Regions from separate parts of the Mus musculus genome. Here region 2 is linked to region 1. Evidence: chromatin contacts called from public Hi-C data. All regions are on one chromosome and are shown on one strand. Each heading gives the region's core, a stretch centred on a gene start, on an enhancer-like site or on the middle of the called end of the contact. The rest is flanking DNA. Distances are from core to core; before and after follow the strand shown. Region 1 overlaps Mtr (5-methyltetrahydrofolate-homocysteine methyltransferase). Region 2 holds the start of Mtr (5-methyltetrahydrofolate-homocysteine methyltransferase).

Evidence for each region. Hi-C and Micro-C count contacts between places; a contact is called where the count stands out from the background.
Region 2: a Hi-C map of 8-cell embryo shows a contact between it and region 1, with 2.1 times the contacts expected there. The contact joins the promoter of Mtr here to the enhancer-like site in region 1. A contact is called at or near these places in 12 of 39 promoter capture datasets (the 3T3-L1 cell line, 3T3-L1-derived adipocytes, the HPC-7 cell line and 8 more), 2 of 15 datasets of contacts at CTCF or cohesin (the G1E-ER4 cell line and pro-B cells), 58 of 484 Hi-C or Micro-C datasets (8-cell embryo, B cells, the BV-2 cell line and 41 more), 19 of 115 datasets of contacts at active chromatin or transcription factors (the 230-238 cell line, the NIH/3T3 cell line, the SCID.adh cell line and 10 more) and 3 of 9 other capture datasets (adipose tissue, liver and pancreatic islet).

Annotation. Positions count from the first base shown.
Region 1 is chr13:12,207,885-12,214,186 of GRCm38.p6, forward strand. It overlaps Mtr (5-methyltetrahydrofolate-homocysteine methyltransferase), which reads right to left. Exons shown (of 33, transcript NM_001081128.3): 21 at 4,787-4,894; 22 at 4,504-4,604. Among named protein-coding and RNA genes, the nearest start is that of Gm10336, 25 kb to the left of the region's middle. Within about 2 kb of position 3,412, at least 14 of the 459 cell types and tissues checked have an H3K27ac peak or open chromatin away from gene starts, as enhancers often do. A contact at or near this core is called in 8-cell embryo, heart atrium, morula and 1 more, where this site is marked.
Region 2 is chr13:12,254,035-12,260,336 of GRCm38.p6, forward strand. Mtr (5-methyltetrahydrofolate-homocysteine methyltransferase) reads right to left here and starts at 4,079. Exons shown (of 33, transcript NM_001081128.3): 1 at 3,828-4,079.

The DNA.
Region 1 (6,302 bases), core at 2,162-4,661:
ATCTAGTAACTGGAGATGTTTTGTTTAAGATAACTAAGTATATACTGCTGAATATAAAACAAGGCTAAAGAGCAAATAGCTTTTAAGTTAAGACAAAAAAGTATGCACCTCAAAGCTGATTCTTTACAACACTACATAACATTTTTGACAATTCTGTTGTGAGCCTAGCCTTTTATGGCTGAACCATGTCTCCAGCTCTGTACATGTTCTCAAATGTGACTAAAAATCATCAGAACACAGACAATTACCTTGCTCTCACTGTTCTCTCCTGCTTTATCTTGTTGCTTTCAGGTACAACTTCCAGGAATGAGAAAAGCCAAGGTGAGTGCTGTAGTTAAACAGACACAGGAACCGAGGCTGTGGGGAACGGACAGAGACTACACACTAACGGGGGATGGGCTGGTCATGCCTGTAAACACTGTAAAAGGAACAGCACCCAGGGGTTGGGAAGAGTGTTTTCAAACAGGAGTGAGTTAGGGAGATGGTCTTAAGATGATGGCAACTAATTCTATTTCCAAAATATTAGTTTGCAATTTCAATATAAATGGGGCCCTTTAAACACTTACATGAGCATTATGTCTGAAGCCTAGGAAAAGAGAGCCACATGAAGACACTGGGGTCTTACCAATGGTAGACTGTACAGAGTCAAAACACTGCACAGATTATATGGTTGATGGGCCTAACTGGGGACTCCTGTACCTGTAGCACTAATGCTACCAGACAACTCCCTAGAAAGGCAGGACTTGAGATCAAACCTTCCCTCCTGCAGACGTAAGTCTCAAGATGCCCACTGAGAAGGCACAGGAAAGGTTAAGAAGCACCATTCTAGGCAGAAGAAATGCCCAGGGGCTGAGCCCGGAGGGCTTCCTGTGTTTGAGGATGCTCAGGAAAGAAGGAACCAAAAGAGTGACAAGCAGTGGCCAGTGAGACAGACTGGGGACAGTGAGCAAGGGGGCTGGGAAGCAACCGCAACCTGCAACTTCTTAACCTGCTTTCTTTCAACAAGCCTTGCTGGGAAGTGACTGAAATATTTATAATTTTCTACACATTGTAAGTTTAGGACCTCACAAAGGCAGACAATTCCAGTCTTGAGTACCAATCTAGCACCAAGGCTGCCCCACAGCATCTTCAAGGGCATACAGATAAATGTCATGGCATACTTGAGAAACAGAAGCTCGGAGTTAGAGCCCTGCATGACAAGTGGTACAGTTGAGGCACTTACAGTGTGCGACAGAGACCATTAAGACCAAACAACTAGAAGTATCTCAGGGGACACTGGAGCTACATTTTGGAAAAAAAAAAATTAGTATTACCAGCTAGCTATAGGGAAGAGAAACCAAGGCAGATCCTAAGTCATGACGGCTCAGGGTTATGACTGGCTGAAAATCCTCAAGTGTCCATCCCCCTACCACCCAATCTCTCTAACGTCTCCTTGTGCCCTCCCACTCACCACATCCTTCACTACCTCTTGCTCACTGTAAGTGGTGGATACCCCATGTCTCAAGTTCAAGGCCACCCTGGACTACACAGTAAGACCCTATGTGGAAAAAAAAAAGTGAAGAGGGGGGAAGAAAGTTGTTAATCTTACAATGTGCTTCCTAAGCGTTTAGAATAGAGCTCTAATAGCTGCTAAGATGGCTCTGTGGGGAAAGGTATTTGCCACCTAGCCTGACATCCTGAGTTGGATCCCTGGCACTTGAATGGTGGGCATAACCAGCTCCTGAGCAAGTTGTCGCCTGACTTCCACAGCACTCGCGTATGAAAACACATATACGCACTGTTTCAAAAGTGTAAAAGAAAGGGGGAGAAAAAGAGAGCTTTAGGTATGCATTGTATCTGATTCAAACTCAGAAAAAAATGTTACAAAACATGAGTTACTAATAGTATCCAGTACTATTTTAGATTACAAAGAATTTAGAAAATAAAGAGACAAAACTAGTTATTTTCCTCTTCAGAAGAAATCACAAAGAAAAGTAAAATTGTGCATATACTCAGGGTAACTTAAGCCTCCATCAGTGGATAAATAAGTGAAGAAAATACATAGTCACATGGAATAAAATACTACTTGGCCATAGAAAGAATGAACTCTCTCATTTGCAGGAAAACAAATGGAGCTGGTGGTCATTATGTTAAGTAAAACAATCCAGACACAGAAATACAATCTTTCTCTCAAGTGAAGAAAGTTGACCCTGAAGTATGAGAAAGTTGAATAGTAATTAACAGAGGTAAACAGGGTGAGGAGGAGGAGGGGAATAAAAAGCTGGATGCAGGAGAAACGCTCTCACGCTCCACAGCGGGGCAGGTGCCTCTGTGCACAACCTAGTGTGCATTATGAAGAACCAGAACAGTGAGTCCCCCACTTCAGTAAGGATACATAAGGCGACAATGCTCGATCAGTATACGTTGTACACATGTGTTTCGATGTCATAATACGCTTTATAAACATGTAACTTAGGAATATATATTCCTTGTTAACTAAAAATAGGAGAAAGAGGTGGAGACAGGAAAAGGAAAAGGAAGGGTACAAATGCTATCTCTTCCAGACTGCTGTCCCTGCAATTCACATATCCTACCACTAGATGGCAGCATCCTACTAGCCCAGCACCCAGCTGTGAGTCTTTTTTTTTTTTTTCCCCTTCTTCCACTTGAGGTTGAGTAGTACTCACAGGGCCTATTACTGTTGCTCCCCCTTTTTCTCCCTCCACCCCATCCTAAATCTGGGCCATACTTTCTGGTGGCAGCCTACAGGAAAGGACACGAAAGAAGGAAGCTTCTGCTCGTTGCTTGCCCAGGCTGGCCTGGAACTTACTATGTTAATCTACCCACATCTGCACTAAGTGGGGTTTAAACCTATGGGGTTAAATACATGAGCCATCACATCTAGCCCATTTTTACATTAATTCCTGGAAATCTGATAGGCGAATTTTCTTATATAACTCGTGTTAAATGGGGAAAGTACATAACTGTCTTTTCATAGTTGAGACAGTATATCTAAAATCAACTGTCATGCAATTATCTGATCAAAAATCAGTCTTAATATTCTAACTTACTTCTCAATGGAAAATCTGAATATTAATGAGTCAGTACATTTAAAGTTGATGCAGGTCAAAATAATATTGGCAAGTAAGTGACCCCCAAAGAACAGAGGCTGGTATTTCACTCTAACGAATAGTAAAGTAAGTAGGTGGAGGGAACTGCAGCCCTGATTGTCAAGGCTAGGAAAGAAAGCTGCCTTCAAGACAAAGGCTGGAAGGAAAGGTAGAAGACTGGCCGTGGGAAAAGCTGCCCTCTGGGTACAACCAGCTCTGCATTCCTGAGTGGAATCAACCAGCGTTCCAGGCAGGGACAGGTCAAGTGGTGAGAGGAGAGAGGCTGAGAAGGCTCACTGCTGGCTGGCAGCAGCAGACAGAACATGAGAGCCAGAGCACCAGTGGGCTCCTCTGCCAGAGAGAGAGAAGGCACAGTGGAAAGCAGTCATGACTCCAAAGGACTGCTGACAGGACACTGGGACCAGGGCAGGCTTTAGTGGCTTTTTCATTGAAACATATTGTGAATCAGGGAAACTGTAAACTTAATATAAGCCATTAGCTTATCTGGAAATAACTTTGTTACGAATATTTATTCTTTTGTTGAGTTATCAAAAGGGGGTTATACCTGCATATATCATTCCAACTGCTACTTTAACATCACTGTGATGGCTAACCGTGGTTGTCAACTTGACTACACTTGGACGTGTCTAAACCCAAGTAGCTGGGAATGGTTGTGAGAGATTCTTATTGGCTAGATCACCTGAGGTCAATCTGGCCACCCTTTCTTAGTGGCAGCCCACACAGAAGGACACAGAAGAAGGAAGCGTTTGCTGTCTGTAAACGTTCCCTCGCTCTACTTCTTTAGGATTCCACAGTGGGCTGTGACCTGGCTGGACCGTCCTAAAGACCTTCCTTACATCCAGTCTCACTCACTGACTCCTGGATCCTGGCCTTCCTGTCAGGAAATCACTGCTGCACTACTTGCACCACAGCCTGTTAGCCTCGCGAATAAACCCACTACTACACATACATTAGCTCTGCCAGTTCTGCCGCTCAGAGAACCCTAGTACAATCACCAAGAGACACAGCAGCGAGACTAGCGACGACAAAGCTTTCCTACAGAGTCCATGGTACCAACTCCCCTAAGAACCCAGTCTAGACCCCAGCAGTTCGTTGGGTGGGAAAGGGTACATGTGAGCCATGAGAAGCCGGAGGAGCCTTAGAGACTATGTCCACCACAGATTCTCAAGAAGGCTCCTGGCTGCCTGACCCCTAGAGATTACTTCCCATTCTCTATGTCCTTTAACACATACGTAAGAGACACATAATTATGAACCTAAAAACAAAACAAAACAAAACAAAACAAAACAAAACAAAACACCAAAACCCACTTCATCCATGGGCATCCCTTACCCCAGCCCTTTCAGCCAGTAAAAGGCCATGAAGGAACTGGAAGAAGCCGATCCCCGCTTACCTGAAATTGTTACAGGCCAGCACCACGCCAACTATGTTCTTGCCGATGTCATGCACGTCCCCTTTAACAGTGGCCAGCACAATGGTGCCTTGGTAAGGGTCCTGCAACGTGAGGCAAGCAGTGAGCATACATAAGGGGTCACCAGGGAATTTCCCCGGCCAGCGCCTGGGTGGCTCCTGAGACCCAGACGGTCGTCCCTGGTGACGCCTTACATCAACGCTTTACTGATGAGGTTCCCAACCTCAGAAAAACAAGCTTTCCAGGCCTGGACTAAATGACTTGCCTCTTCTTCAACCGAACCATTAATCAATCTGGCTTCTTCTCTTTCTTTTTCCATGAAAGGGATAAGGTGGCCAACAGCCTTCTTCATGACACGGGCTGACTTTATAACCTGGGAAAAAGCAGAGTTGGGCATCATTAGCAAACTATCACATGGCTGCCGATGCTGACCCATGAAGCTTCAGGACAACTTAAGAATGTCTGATTTGACCTTCCCAGATTTCTAGAGTGAGCAGGATAAGGATAAGGTAGGGAGTGACAATAAATGACAGCAGCAGAGGAAAACCAAACAGAAACCAAAGGTTATAATTTCTGTTTCTGAATTTCTGCTTGGTAGATTGTTGTTTTTTCTGCCTAACATCCTTTTACCATCTCTGAATTCTATTCATCTTCTAAGTTTCATACTTCAATACAATTCATCCCGGCATTCTATAAATTCTGAGGATTTTTAACTCACTGAAAACTGTGCTTTACAGCCGGGCGTGGTTGCGCACGCCTTTAATCCCAGCACTCGGGAGGCAGAGGCAGGCGGATTTCTGAGTTCGAGGCCAGCCTGGTCTACAAAGTGAGTTCCAGGTCAGCCAGGGCTACACAGAGAAACCCTGTCTCGAGAAAACAAAAACAAAAACAAAAAAAAAAACTGTTCTTTACAAAGAGGCCTTTTAGTGGTTTACTTCAGAGCCCCTAGCCCAGATGCTCAACAAGAATTCACTAAATGACAGTTTTAAGTACTTGTTATAATAAAGAATTCTGCCCGTACATAAGAGAGACTATTTAAAGTCCCAGTACTTAAAAGAGTGACAGAGTTTCAAAATATGCATTCTTAAAGACGACCACTGGCTTGTCAAGCCACATATCAGTACTAACATTGCATTTATCTTAGGTGGGCACTAAGGTAAGAGGTGATATGGTGCCAATGGCCAGCTCTGACATCCAGGGGGTAAAATGAGGCAGGCAGCAGATGGAGGTCAGTGCTGAGAACAGCTGACAGGCAGTCCAGATACTGATGGGGGTTGCTGAAAATGGCAGCCAGTGATGAGAGAAATTACTCAGCAGACTTTTCTCTGAGGGAACAGAGCTTAATTTACTGGGCTGGCACTTCCTGTGGCCACTGAAAAACTCTGAACTCTCTAACTTTGTTGGGGCCATCGAGAAAGAAAAGAAAAGGAGAAAACGCATACACACATATACACACTGAGTAAGTGAAGCAAAAGGCAGACTCCAAGACCTACAAATACATACATGCATACATACATGCATGCATACAGACTGACATATACATATTCACAAATAGATTAGATGAAGCAAAGCTCCAGCAAGCAGGCTCCAAGCATGTCACACATACGTAACATACACACACAACTGGTGGATGCAGCAACTACCAGCACACCCAGACAAGCTTTACAAATATAAATACACACAGATTTGATGGATGGAACAAAGATCCAACATAGTCTCACAAAAACTTTACACATATACACGTTTACAAACAAAGTTCCAACAAGTTTATTCTTTCCCTC
Region 2 (6,302 bases), core at 2,829-5,328, 47 kb after region 1:
AGGTAAGGGGTAGACAGTGCATAGTGTATAAGACCCCTGAGTCTGATCTCCAGCAGCAGAAGAGGAAAAAAGAAAGAGGTGGAACCCCTAACTCTTAACATGGAGTAAGGAGAGCTCATAAAAGATGCAACTACAGCACTAGAAAACTGCTGTCAAAAATGCTGACATTTCTATACAATACAATGATTTACATATTACAACGCACAGATGAATCCCCAAACAATGGTGAAGCAGGCTTAGCTACTTCTGTTTCAGAGTGCAGAAAAAAAGTCAATGACTGTTTAAGGAGCATAAGCCTAGGCCAGGCTGCAGAACTCCTCAGGACTTTCTTTGTTAATTCTATAAAGCTATTACAGTTGAACACTGGTAATTCCAACCTGACCTTCAAAATACAGCTGGTTCTTAATGGGTTAGTGTGTGAACATAAAAGATAGAAACAATTAACTACCATACTTATATAAATTTTCATCTTTGCAACAGTCCACTATATACCATAAACAACCTAAGCCCCCACACAAATTCTGAAATCTAGAAAGAAATACATAAATATATGGGTATATGTGAAAGAGTCTACAGAAACAAGAGAATCGTGAGTAGCAAACACAAATATATAAAAGAGTACACATCATAATTGAGTGGGAGTTGAAGACAGAACTCCACAACAGGTCCTTGAAAATCTACTGCTAGCCGGGCATGGTGGTACATTCCAGTAATCTCAACACTGTCAGAAGTGGGAGGATCAGGACTTCAAGGCTATTCTTATCTATACAGTGAGTTCAGAGGCCAGCCTTGGCTACATGAGCCCCTTCCTCAAAACAACAATAAAATACAATCCTTCATCATCCATATGCTTATTATCCTTAAAAAGTAAGTACAATTTATCTTAAGAGGCCACTGACTCTTCTAGTAGGAGTTTATCTTTTATTACGTTTAATTATCATTAAAGACCAGCATTCCTAATTACCATCAGAACCTTCTCTTAAATGTAAATCCCCTTGGGCCAAAGAGAAGGCTCTGTAGGAAAAAGTGCTTACTGTGTAAACCTGAGAGCCTGAGTCGCCACATCCCCAAGGTAGGAAGAAAGAACAGGTCTCCTGAGACTTTAGCCAACAGGTGCAAGCCAACATACCAGAGCCACCCCTCAAACAATAAGGAAAATTTAAAAACCAAATCCTCCCAATGACTGTCCTTTCCCTTAGCATAGTGTGGGCATTCACTGAAACTTTATTCTTCTGTAAAGAATGCGCCCCACCTCAAAGTTTCTGTGTTCAGTTCATTAGGTCTAGAATATTCTGTGTGTTTTACAACTTAATAGAGCGGATTCTATGTCTGATCTCAGCAGGAAAGTAAAGAAGGGACGACTACTCTATGTAGAACGGATTCTCTGACACATCTTTTAAGGTGAATAAAAGGCGGCATGGTTTCATAGTAACTCCCAGTAGATGATTAGAAACAGCTTTATGTTTAATATCTGTGTGCATGTAAATAAGTGCTACATAGAAAAGAGTTCTGAGACCCGTCCTGGTGAATAAGCCCATGAAGCAATTGTATTTTCCCCAATTTGAGTAGATCCTACAGCTTTGTAGAATCGGGTATTTCGTTGTTTTAGGTTTTGTTTTTCCTTCTTCTTTTCTTCCTTCTCTTGACTTGGTACCATTTGTCTTCACAGCAAATATTCCAAAGGATAAATAGATGTAGAACTGGTGACAGCACCCACCAGATGCTGAAAGGAACATAAAGTCAGGTAGTAGCCGAGAACTACCTAAGACTGGGCTACAGCTCAGGGTAAATCACTCGCCTAGCATGTACGAAGGCTTACAGCAGACTCCCTAGCACCCCAGCACTGCAAACAAACAAGTGAAAACCAAGCAACTTAAAGAATAACAAGTTATAGGACAATTAGTTCCTAATATGGGCCTGTAAGTGACATGCTACAGTGTCAGGAACACAGCTCCTCTGGAGAGAATGGCCTTAACAGGGGTCACAAAAGGACTTCCCTTTCACAGGACAAAATGGTGTAGAATAAAAAATACTTCTCTTTTTTGCACTACAAGCAAACTACCTCAATGCATTCTCAGCAGTTTCCCGCTTTGGCTACTTTACAATCTGCTCCACAAGCTCCTTGGAGGACACATCTTTCATCTGGGGCCTCTAATCTCTAGATTGAACTGATTTGCTACATTTTATAGGCATCTGTTCACATATTATCTCATTTTTGAAATATTTTTTTCTCCCACTAATTTTTAAAGGCCAGAAGAGATCTGAGCTGCTACCAATTCACTGGCTCCTTTTATTCATTCTTCCATTAGTCACTCTTAGCTAAGTTCATAAAAGCATGCAAGGGAGAAACATGAGATCACTAGAAGCTGCAGCAGAAACTTTCTCACACACAGGGTCTGAGGTTATACCCTCTCCCTGACCATCTGCTGGAGGGATTTACTCTTGGCAAGCATTCCACCACTGAACCATATCCACAGCCTGGGACATATCCAGCTTTCAGTTCAACCTTGAAGTTCGGTAATCTTAGTTCTTCCTTGAGACTTGACAGTATAACAGTAAATAACACAGAAAGAAACAAAAAACAAAAGCTGGACACCAGTGGCTAAGGGTTTTTTAGGATGTTAAAGCAACGTGGTTGTAATACCAACACATAGGTGAGAGAGGCAGAACTATTTCTAAGCTACAGGTAAGGAGCCTAGAACTTGATGTTCACCCATGGAGGAAAGTGGAGAAGAGAGCAGGGCCAGGTGCAAATAGCCAACCATTTTCTCTCATTTTCTGCAAGGGATCACTATTTAATCTATTCTAAATTTTCAGAGGCTTTCTGCAGCAATAACTATATTCAATTACTCTTCTTTTTCTAAAAAGAAAGGAAGAAGCCTGAAGCCCTAAAAGACTAAATAACCATGCCGTAACTCTATGAAAAAGAGCGATCTTTTTTTATAGCAACAGCAATGTGCTGCCGGGCAATGTCCCACTGGTTTCAAGAACAATTCTACCAGCCCTATTTGTCAGATATTCACCCTCCTCCTAGGGCTACACACTATGCCACACCATACTCACTGTTCTGTCTTAAAAAGAAACAGGATCTCATGTTACCGAGGCTGGTCCAGAACTCATTGTGTTCCAGAGAATAGCCTTAGACGTAAACCCCTTCGAGTCTAGCTTTATGCAGAGCTAGGGATTAACTAAACCAGAGCTTCCTGTCCGCTGGGCAAGCACAACCTGATGTCCTTATTACTAATTCTCTCGACTCTACGTCTTACCTCACTCACACGTCTTATAGGAATCTCTCTCCAAATCTTTAAGACACTCAAAACTGAAATTATACTCCCTTTGTGTCTTTTCTCATTGTGGAGGCCAGAGCCACCAATATCCGAGTAATTTGCGATTACTATTCTGCCTTCCATCCCCACTCCTGGGTACTGAGAGTCCAGTCAGGCAACCGTCAAGCTAAAGCCAGAGTTTCCAAAAGTAAAGAGTAGAAAAGGAAATTAAAACCCCACGTGGTTCAACTGTCTAGGCTGCCTTACCGGCCTCCCAGCATCTGAACTCGTCTCGGGCAGACAGCTTTCCGTAAACATTTACTGAATACAGTTATATCATGCAGAACTTCCCAGGAGCCCCGCGGGAAGTTGTTGCTAGAAGTTGCAGCGCTAAAGGCAGCGCTCGTCGCTCCGCCACCGGACCGAGCGTGTGCGGGTGAGTGAAGAAAGAGACCCAGCAAGGACCGCGTCCCCCCCGAACTCCAGGCTGGGTCTCCGAAGGAGAAACTCCTGGAGAGCCGAGGCACCCACAGAACCGCTAGACCTGGATGGAGGAGTTACCGAGTGACAACAGCGCAGGCGACGCGCCGCCAAGAGTCCTCCTCAAGCAGGGAAGGCTTGATCTCCAAAGAATTCCACCGCGGGCGGCTCCAGCCAGCGTTTTCTGGCCTGACGAACTGACAAGATCCCCGAAGCTCCAGAGCCGACACACCGGGCCTCCGGGTACCGTGCCTCGGGCACGCGCTTCTTACGGAACTCCCAAGCGCAGAGCTCCCCGCTACAGAGCAAGGCCGCAGCGACAGACTAAAGGAATTGACGACGTAGAGACGGCCGCCGCCGCCACTGCGCCGTTAGCTCTCCGCTCAATCTAGCCTCCGGCAGGAGGGCCCGCCCCCTTCCCGGCATGTGATTGGCCCTCAACAGCTCCTCGCCGCCGTGTATAGGCTGTTGGTCGTTACCCAATCGCCGGAGGCTTTGCTCCGTGGCCCTATGGGAGATGTAGTCCTGAGTACTGGGTCCCTATGGAGACCAGAGCGTCTCTTCCCTGAGTTCTGGAAATGGTTCCCAAAGACCTCTCCAAGTTCTAGTCGAAAAATTCATACTATAGTATTGGCTCTCATCAGTGGTGGAGTATCAAGGGCCAGGAATCTGAAGTCAGAAAATTAATTGTAGCTTAGTTTTGCAGACACTAAATATCTTGTCTCCCTCATCCACAGAAAAGAAAGACTAGAATGAAAGTGACTATTAATTTATAGGCTTGCAACAGGGGTTAAAAAAAGAACCCGTGAGTACACTATGGAAATTATGAGGCACTATAGATGCTAATGGCCACACTGATACTAAACATTTACTGAGTAAAACACTCAAGTTGAGATACACACTTGGATAGCACAAGTGGGCCAGTAAGAACTTGCACAAATAATTAAACATGGAAAGAAGAAAGTAGGAAACATCCCAAAGGGTTTATGGTATTCTAAGGCAAATAAGTATCTGGGGCAGAGACGGGAAGATTCCTGGGTTTTGCTAGCTGCCAGTCTGAATGAAAAGCCAGTGAGCTACAGGTTCAGAAAACAATCCTGGCTAAAGAAATAAGGTGGATAGTGAGAAAGGAGAATACAGATGGTCTCCTTTGGGCTCTGCAATACAGGAGCTCATTTATCTTAGCACACAGACATGCATACAATGCACACACGCACACACACACAAACAAACAAAGTAGTTGGGTCTTAAAGGAAGGGTATATTTTTTTTAGTCAGAGGAAATACACAAATAAAACATAACATTTTTTTCCCTTAGGAAGATCAAAGTTCCCTCCAAACCTAATTTGATGTTTTATTACTAGAAGCAAAGACCAGCATGGCACAGCATCACTCCAGAGGAATTAAGGAAGCACCTTGGGCTGCTTCACTCACATTCATTTGAAGAATGGATACCCCCTACCTCAGAATGCTTTAGGGAGGGGCTGCTACCCTTACATGGTTCCTTATTAAATTTGAAAAGTGCCTCAAAAGTTTTGACACCAGAAAGACACCCCAAAAACATGTGTCTAAACTGCAACTTCAGGTGAATATGACTAAAGCAGTTACATTGTGAGAAGTGCTGAAGGTATGAGATGTCTTCCCTGGCACAGGAGTGACCATGGTTCCTCACCACATGGTGTAGCCACCTGTCTTAGTTAGGGTTTTACTGCTGTGAACAGACACCATGACCAAGGCAAGTCTTATAAAAAACAACATTTAACTGGGCCTGGCTTACAGGTTCAGAGGTTCAGTCCATTATCATCAAAGTGGGAGCATGGCAGTATGCAGGCAGGCATGGGGCAGGAGGAGCTGAGAGTTCTATGTCTTCATCCAAAGGCTGCTAGTGGAAGACTGACTTCCAGGCAACTAGGGTGAGGATCTTATACCCACACCCACAGTGACACACCCATTCCAAGCAGGTCACACCTATTCCAAGAAGGCCACACCTTCAGATGGTGCCACTCCCTGGTCCAAGTTATACAAACCATCACACCACCCATGAAGAAGTTTCCCTTGAGCTGAGTTACAGGGACATTTGCTCCCTGCATGACTGCGAGCTGAGCAGTGTTGGGAGGGCATCCAGGAGGTGGAGGAGGAATGTTGCCAGCGGTGGCACCAGCTCCAAATCTGGCACCTGCATCATGCCCTCCTTCCACCAACACTGCTGAGCCAGGTGAATAGTTGGGACCAACTGCATAATAAGCCATGGGTATTGTGGAACCTAGAGGCCCAACAGCCACAGACTGGGCCATAGGCAGATACAATGAGGCGCCAGGAAATGCAGCTGACATGGTGGGGACTGTGGCAGCCCCTGGATGAACAAAGCTTGGACGATAGAGCTCTGAATATGCAGGTGGAGCATCAGTATAGGGTGGAGCCTGAGGAAGATGTAAGGTCTGAGGATATACTGGATTCCCAGGAGGTTGCACAGGGTAGGTAGGCTGTGTTGGATTGAAAGAAAAATAAAACTTGAGACCTGTGATTCATGTAATTTATGTCAAATAGCCCAAAGAGT